Regions from separate parts of the Macaca mulatta genome. Here region 2 is linked to region 1. A link is a contact called in public Hi-C data. All regions are on one chromosome and are shown on one strand. Each heading gives the region's core, a stretch centred on a gene start, on an enhancer-like site or on the middle of the called end of the contact. The rest is flanking DNA. Distances are from core to core; before and after follow the strand shown.

Region 1 (4,130 bases), core at 1,169-3,668:
GTACTAGATGATCTAAGATTGTCTCAGCTCAGAAGTCGAAATCATCATTTTTCTGTGACGAACTTGGAAGTTTTTTTTTTATTTTAAGATAGCTTTACCTCTCAACTTCCAATTTTAACACAATTCATAGACATTTAATTATGAAAAAGAAACAAAGTAAGAGGAGATGAGGAGTTACGGTTAGTAAAGTAGTCCCAGAGTTCTGACAAATTAAGTCTCTCGAAAAAGCCGAAATTAAAATCTAAATTGCTAAAGTTGGTGTCAAGTTAATTTGGGATTAACTGTTTCAGGCTCGGAGAAAAAATAAGATATGTAATAATTAAAGCCATATTACTTAAAAGAACGCTTGTCGTAGCAGCTTTGTAACAGTTACCTTTCCAACATGCAAGAGAAAACAACAAAGAACAGTATAACTGTTCCTTCCCCAAACTTAACTACTAAATGCACATTGAAACTCTTAAAAATCAATGAACAAAAACCTTCAAGATACATTTCTGTGGGGAATCATTTAGCAACAGATCTTTGAGCCCACATTACCCACTAGGAACCACTGAAGAGGTAAGAAAATAGGACAAACCTGGGCTCGAACTTCCAAAAGAAGCCTAGGAGAGAGAGAAGAAAACGTGAGATTAGATCCCGCAGCCGGGGAAAGAGGCAGCGTCGGCAACAGGGCGCAGAGGAGGCGGAGTCGAGCGCTCCACCGCAGCTGCCAAAAGTGCAAGACGTAGCTTCGCTCCAATCTTTCCCGGCCCCTTTCGGGCCCCCTCTTGGCTGCCTCGCCTTCCTCCCCGAGTCCCCAGTGTACAAACTCACAGACCCGGGACTAAGCCCGGAGTCTGAGAGGCAACTCCAAGTCGCTTCTTGGAGCTCAGCAAGTTAAAAAGCGGAGAAGCAAAACCCAGAGCAGTCGGCTCGCACCATCAGTCCCCCATCCCTGGCATCTCCGGAGTCCCCCAAATCCCGCCCGGCTCTCCGAAGCCCCAAGCAACTCGAAACGTAACACCCTTTTCTGGAATGAACTCGCGTTCTGAGCACCCAGTCTGCCCCTGGGGCCCGGGAGCCCCAACTCCGAGGCCGATCTCTTCCCCTGGAGCACAGGCCAGCTCGAATCGGACACTCGCCCCCAAACCAAAGCGCGAGCCCCCCATCCTCTCTCCCGAGTCCAGAGATGCAGCTCCTCTTAGTTTCAGGGATGCTGGCTCCTTCCGAGTGTTCAGTCCCTCCCTGGACCGCCAGCGCGCCTCCAGCCCCGGCGAGCTCCAGCCTAGGGGCTCCTGCCACAACGCCCCCTCCCCCCAGCTCACCAGTCCCGGGGGACATGGCCGGGGCAGCTTCGCTTGCCCAGCCTTCTTTCCTCCAGCCCAGAGTAAACTGGGGCTATCAAGCCTCTCTCCTGGAGAGGGCGTTGAGGGTCTCGGTCTGCCCTTTAACCCCAGGGGCGCCCGCACCTCCCGGGCTACGGGGCGGGGAGTCCCGCTCTTCAGCGAAGCCCGGTGGCCGCGCATCCCGCTCTTCTCCGCGCCCCCAGCAAAGTAAAGCGTGCGGCTCCTTCGCGCCGCAGCCCGGGCCCGGTGGGCCGGGGGCACAGCGCACGACTCCCGCAGGGCAGTGGCGCAGCCCGCTCCCCTCTTTGCGATCCGGCCGCGGAGGGGGGGCTCGGCCGGTTTACACCCACCCGGGCCCCGGGAAGAGGCGCGGAGGCGCCGGCGGCCCGCGTCAGCGGCCGGGGGCACGGCACTGCCCCGTCCCTGGGGCAGGGCTCGCTGCCGCCGGCCGCCACCTCCGTCCGGCTCCGTCGCCCGGCCCGACCGGGGCCGGAGCCGCCGCGGCCTAGTCCCGGAGGGAGACCGCTCCCGCGCCCGCTCCCGCCCCCCGGCCGGCCCCGCCGCGGCCAGTCGCCGCCCCGCGACCCCCGCGTTGCCACGCCGCCCTTCATGGGGCCGCGGAAAGAGCCCCGGATCCCCCAGGCTGGCTCGGGGGCCGCGGGGAGCCGCCGGGCGCCCGTTCCAGCCCGGCTGCTCCTGCCCGGTTTCCCTGCTCACCTCCGCCATATTGGTACCTTTAGGGCGAACGAGCAGCGCCGAGCCCAGTCCCCGGATGGGGCGCCTGAGCCAATCGCAGCCGCCGCCGCCGCCGCCGCCGCCGCCGCCGCGGTCCGCCCGGCACCCGCCCGGCGGCGGAGGCGGCACGGCCCCTTATAGGGCAGGGCGGCCCGCGACGCCCCCGGCCCGCTCGCACGCCCACACTGCCTGGCGCCCCTCGCCACCCGCGTGCCCGCCGCAGCCGGCCAGACGCGCACCCGCGCTTACGGTCCTTCTCCCGGCTGGAGTAAAGTTCCTGCGGAATTGGAGGCAAGTGGGGGACGGACGGACGCACGGGCGCGGGACAGACCCACGTCCAGCCAGTGGAGGCCCAAGAGCCGGCGGGCGCGTTTGGGGACCGACCCACAGACACCGCGGCGCGGGAGGGCGTGCGGGCAGGAAATTTGGACTGGCAGGAGATGTGCAGGGGAACTCGACAGACTCAACTTCCCTAAGAGGAGGAGGTGATCGATGAAATAGACGTGGGAGGAAGTCTGGGAAATGGGAGAAGAGGCTGGTGGATGGCAGAGTCAGTCCACAATGAGAGGACAACAGTCAGGCACTTTGCCATTTCCACGAAGAGACCTGCAGGAATGGGAGATGGAGACCGGTGTACACTGGCTTACGGAGTGGACAATGGAAGTAGACATTTGCCAAACAGGTTATTGACAGCACAGAAGAAAAGACAAAAGATCGACAGGGCAGAGAAATGATGCTGAACATACTTGTACAGTTCAAGAAGATGCCCAAAAAATATAAACTGTCCTGTTACGAAAAAAAATTAGACCAGTTCTAGGAATTGTTCATCACCAGTGTGTCTTAGGGGATGACCCAGAGATACTTGATACATCTGTTGAAGGACGGAAACAGCATATGAAAGGCCCTGAACTGAGTCTCAAAAATTCTACCCCCCACTTCCCTCACCTCTCCAAAAAGGCCAAACATTTGGGTAGGATCATAAAAGGAAACTAGTCCCCTGTGCAAGTGGATGGGTGAAAGACGGAGCATAAGGCTTAACAGGAATACCTGCTCCTACATGTGCCTTATGACCATTTGCTCTTCATTGGGGGAGATTACTCTCTGGAAGGGCCACATCCACACTGAAAGCCTTTGAGCCAAGTACACAAAAATATACGCTAACGGCTGATTGGAGAGTTAGGTCCTGCAGTTAAAGTAAGGTATGGAGTTGCCCTAGCAATTTCAGAGGACACATTGTCCTGAAGTGGGAGGCCAGTTTTATCTGTGGAAAAGAAAGTCGGCTGTAAGGTACAGGATAAGTGAGATGCAAACTCAATCAGGAATTATAGCAGGACCCTACAGGAATTTGGAGAGAGTGATCTCAGACACCAGAGCTCTTCCAGCTTTTTTCTAAAACATACATAATATTAAATGATAAAGACAAGTTTTTTAGAAGCCAGAACTTTTCATACTTTATACTTTTAATCCAAACATGAAAGGTCTTGATTTTAACCTGGGGTCCCTCCAATTCCCTTATTGCTGGAGCGCCTACTGTGGATGAGGCTGGAGACTGGAGGTAGGGAGAGGGTTATTTTCAAATTTTTTGCCAAGGCATCTCAAAATCAAGCTTATACCACGGGTAAAAGTTATTTATTTATGGAAATTTTAGGGAAAATCACTCCAACTATTTCTAAACATCATAAAGACATGGAAAATTACACTTTCCCTGCTGTGAAAGATATCTTTCGACCTTTTGTCCAGTCAAATAACTCAAAAACAGCTGAACTTTGAAACCAGACCTTGGCACACATTGTATGTATTCTCCTCAATGAGGCGTTCAGAGTTTTCAAAGTAAAAAAAAAAAAAAAAAATGGCTTGAAATTAAGTACAAGTGAATAACTTTAGAAATGAGGCAGTGAGCACACCCTGTGGACAGAGCCATGAAACAGTGCTCTGAGCAGCTGGACCACAGTCTGAGCCACGTCGAGAAAGTGTCTCCAACAACCTGCCTCATACATTACATTGGGAAAAACATTTTCTTCCCAGCAAACTTGGCTAATCCAAACTATAAATGTAGTCTTAGATTATATG
Region 2 (4,130 bases), core at 735-3,234, 240 kb after region 1:
CTGCAACTTCTCCCTCCTGGGTTCAAGCGATTCTCATACCTCACCCTCCCTAGTAGCTGGTACTAGGGATGCCCGCCACCACGCCCGGCTAATATTTGTATTTTTAATAGAGAGGGGGTTTCCGCTGTGTTCATCCGACATCAGGTGATCCTCCAGCCTCAGCCTCTGAAGTGTTGGGATTACAAGCATGAGTCACCACAGTCGGTCCGCCCTTAACTTTTTAAAAGAGTGGGTGTTATCTTTTTCTTAATAATTTGTAGAGCTCTTTATATTTTATTATGCAAATAAAACATACGCTAAAGATAGTAACCGAATATATATAAATATCAACTTGCTTGTAATTTATTACAATTGTTTCTGTTTCACTACTAGTTCTTCGACTTTATAGTGTCTTCTGTCACATGAAAGGCCCACATTGTGTTTCCAAGTTATCAGTTTTATCTTTTTTTTGTTTACTTTTTCTTGGTTTGATATCATGCTTACAAATAAAAGCACGAGCAGGTCCTCTCCCAATACATAAGTCGCTTATACGGAAACAACGTGGTGTAGAGAAAACAAAGTGGATCAAGCCCCTAATAGACTTGTTTAAATGTGGTACAGCCAAGTCGTGGTGCCCAACTTCCATATTCCGTACTGTTAAACACGTCAATCTCAACCTGTTTCCTTATCTGCAAAATGAGCAAAATAGTACCCACCCCAGAGGGTGATACAAGCATTAAAATGCCTGGCAAGGGCAAGGCATCCAGCAAGTGTTAATTCCCTTTCCTTTGCCCCGCAGAGGGCCATTATTAATTGCTCAAAGTGGCCAATTCCCGATAAAGATTAAAACAAAAGGTTGGCGACGGTAAATTTTGGTGAGTTTACACTCCACCCGTTTTTCAGGTATCTTTTAGAAACATTCCATTAAACTAAAAACCCAGTAATGCATATACAAGTACCATAAAGTTTCTACGTTATGAAGTCCTTGTGGCTTAGGGGAGGGCGAAAAGCCAAATATTTTTATTTTCCAGACTTTCCCTTTTTGAGACAACCTCCCCCCACCCTCCCTCTAAACAAATGTGACTTTTTCCCCTGGAATGCCAACCTCCCAGGTGTTAAAGTGAGGCTACGATTATAAGGCGAAAAGGTGTCACAATTAGATAAACGACTGTGAACACCATAATACTGATTTTTTAAAATCTCGAATGGGCTCTGTGGTTCTGATACTCTGACTGTTGGAATAATTCACCTACTGTAAATTTAGTAGAAAGAAAAATAATTAGCACAATTATATCTAGTAGCCATTTCTACCCTCCGAGAGTCTGGGCTTGGCTCCCAGCACGTCTGCTTTCCTCCGCCGTAGGGCTCCCGTGTGCTCCTCTCACGCCCGACACAGTCCGCGTTCGCACGCCACGGTGGAGCATCCCCTCAGTCCACCCTATCGCTCCGGCGCCGGCTCGGCAGACGTTCCGCCTGCGCAGGGCTGGGCATAGGCGCGGTGTGAGCGCCGCTTCACCCAGGCCCGAGCGCGAAGCCCGAGCGGGGTACCCGGCGAAAGGCGCGCGCCGCGGCGTCTTCCGCAGCTTGAAGCTCGGAGAAGCTGCGGCGCGGCTTCGGGAACTTAGAACTGGAGAAGACGCCGCGCCGCGCGCCACTCGAGCCTGCGCGGCCGCCTCCGGGCGCAGCACTCCTCTCTCGCCCTCCCCGCGGCCCCAACAGCCCGGACTCCGAAGCAGCCCAGGGCGGGGGAGTGCGGGAGGAGGGGCGCCTCACAGAGCGGCGGGGAATTCCCCCTTCCACCGAACGTTCCCGATTGTTCACCGTCCTCACGTCAGCAGCAGGGGGTAATCCCCGACTCCAGCTGCTCCTGACGTCACCGCGTGGAGCCACCGCCCCCCGCGCGCCCCTGCTCCGGGGCCTCCTCAAAGCCCCGCCCCCAGGCTTAGCCACGCCTTCTTCCCCCTCCCCCCAGGCGCCCGACGTAGAGGGCGGAGCTATTTTGACCGCGGCGTGAGCGGTTGCTTGGGCCAGAAGGTTCTCTGGTGGAGGCGCTCTTCCTGGTGTCCCGCCCAGTAGGTTCGTTCGCACCGTTTCTTCCACACCCTTTCTCCCTCCTTCTCCTCGCCCCGCCTTCCCCTCTTCTCAACCCCTCTAGTTCCTTCCCCGCCTCGCCACTGTCCACGATCTCGCGAGACTTGGCCCAGAACATTGCGGATCGGGTCGGCGCCATTTTGGGACTGAGACTGGTTGTGGGGGAGGGAAAAGCGGCAAAAGGGGATTATTCAAAGTACCGAAAACCTTCTCCCGGGATCAGGCGCGTCGACACCCCCAGGCCAGGGGCACCTCTGGTGGGGCAGAAGGTAACACCGTCCTCTAGGCTCCACGCTCGAGTCCGGGGGAGAAGGGGAGTGCCCGTGTCCGTGTTGGGGTTTGAGGGGTCGGGAGCGGCGTTGGCGGCGCGAGGTGAGAGGCTGCCCGCGGACGGAGGGGCGGCGAGGGGCAAGGAGTGAGAGGGGAGGGAGGCGCGGATAGGCCCCTGTAGCTATTGCCTCGGCCCGGGTGGAGCGGAGGTGGCGGTTGTGAGGAGGGGGTGGGTGGTTTAGCCCCGGCAGCTTGGTTGGGGGGTGTTTGCCGTTTGGCGGAGGCTGGGAGCGGGTCCGACGCCTTCCGTGCTCGGCCTTCCCCCGGCCTCTCGCACACACCCGCCTGCTTTTGCACCACTACCCCTCTCAGGGCTGAGGGAGTCGAGGCCGATTTGTGGCCTTCGGCGGTTTCTTCAGCAGCGCCTCAGCTTTCCCCGCCTCTCCCAGGTCCGTGGCACTTGCCGTGGACTGGGGCGAAGGCTACTTTGTTCCTCCGAGTCTTGTGGGGTCTGAGGGGACATGTGCTTTTTTGGGAGAGAACCATTCTCCCTGTGGTTTACGAAAAGGGCCCTGTACCTTCCACCCCCTCAGTTTTGGGAGAAAGCTGTTTTCTTAATTCGAGGAAGTGGAAACCTACACCTTCTAGCCCTCTGCTCCCTCAGAAGTGGGGAAGTCTCCTCGGGAGAATTTAAGGAGCGGGTTTGCCCTACTTCTAGTTCACCTTTCTGGCCTTACTGGGGGAATATGCCTCCTCTGGTAGACGTTCTGATTTGGAGGGAGCCTTCTTTTCTTTACATTTGTTATTCTCTGAGTTACATTTGCTAATGCTCCGTGGCAACACACCTGTCTTCGTTTTCCTTGGTACATCGAAGAGGGTTGGAGAAGATCTTTTGTAAGATTAAGTGACGGTTTCATAGTTTCAAATGTATTCAAGAAGTATAAGAGGGTTTGCTTATATAATTCCCCAATATTGGATCTGCACCCCTTCCCAGGTGAAATCTGCCCTTGCCCTCCATAATACCGTCACCTACCGTTTTTACCTCCCTCTACTCCGATGTCTTTTTCATTCAGTAGACTTTTATCGGGTGCTTGCTTGGGTAAAGCCGTTTTCCAGGCTCCTGTAAGGTTATACAGAAGTGATTTTCTCTCCAGAGGTTGACTTTTTAAGTTGGGGATTGATTTTTTTAGCTCAAAATCAAAACTCAGTATATAATTTTTTTTTTATAACTTTTACAGGTGAATGGATTACTCAGATATGAAGATCATCTTCTAGGTTTTGTGTAGAAGGCCCCGGATATTTTAAGTGGCCATTTTGGATTTACAATGTTTTTGGATAATTTTGCCCCAGAAGTTTATTAAAATTGGCAAGAATCGTCTATGAAGTGAACTGATAGTAGTGAGCAATTCAGCAAGCTACTTAAAAAGAGACCCAGGCAGCATTTCTTCAGTATTTTGGTTCAAACGGATTATATAACTGGTTACAGTATTTCAGCTGGTGGTAATTTTTGCCTTCCCCCTCCCCCACCCCGTTGTTGGGGTTCTTCAGCCGAAACTGAGAGACGTTGATTTGTGTACTGAGTAGTTTCAGCAGTTTCAAATGACTGAGTATTGCTGAAGTTTCATGGCAGTTTATTTTTACCTTTATTGAAAGTTTTAGGAATTTTTGACTTCAGCTCTTTCGTGTTACAATGGGACACTTTTTCTAAATGAAGACATTGAAAGAATACCGAATTTTTTTCCTTTTATCTTTTATTTACGTAGAAATTTAAGATGTTGCAGTTTCCCGGC

The links. A called contact is a pair of places that touch in the nucleus more often than the background predicts.
Region 2: a contact with region 1 is called in a Hi-C map of fetal cortex germinal zone, with 1.8 times the contacts expected there. The contact joins the promoter of GPBP1 here to the promoter of MIER3 in region 1. A contact is called at or near these places in 2 of 14 Hi-C or Micro-C datasets (fetal cortex germinal zone and fetal cortical plate).

Annotation. Positions count from the first base shown.
Region 1 is chr6:64,765,637-64,769,766 of T2T-MMU8v2.0, forward strand. It overlaps MIER3 (MIER family member 3), which reads right to left and starts at 2,419. Exons shown (of 13, transcript XM_078004745.1): 1 at 2,300-2,419; 2 at 578-602.
Region 2 is chr6:65,008,637-65,012,766 of T2T-MMU8v2.0, forward strand. GPBP1 (GC-rich promoter binding protein 1) reads left to right here and starts at 1,985. Exons shown (of 12, transcript XM_078004760.1): 1 at 1,985-2,055; 2 at 3,579-4,130.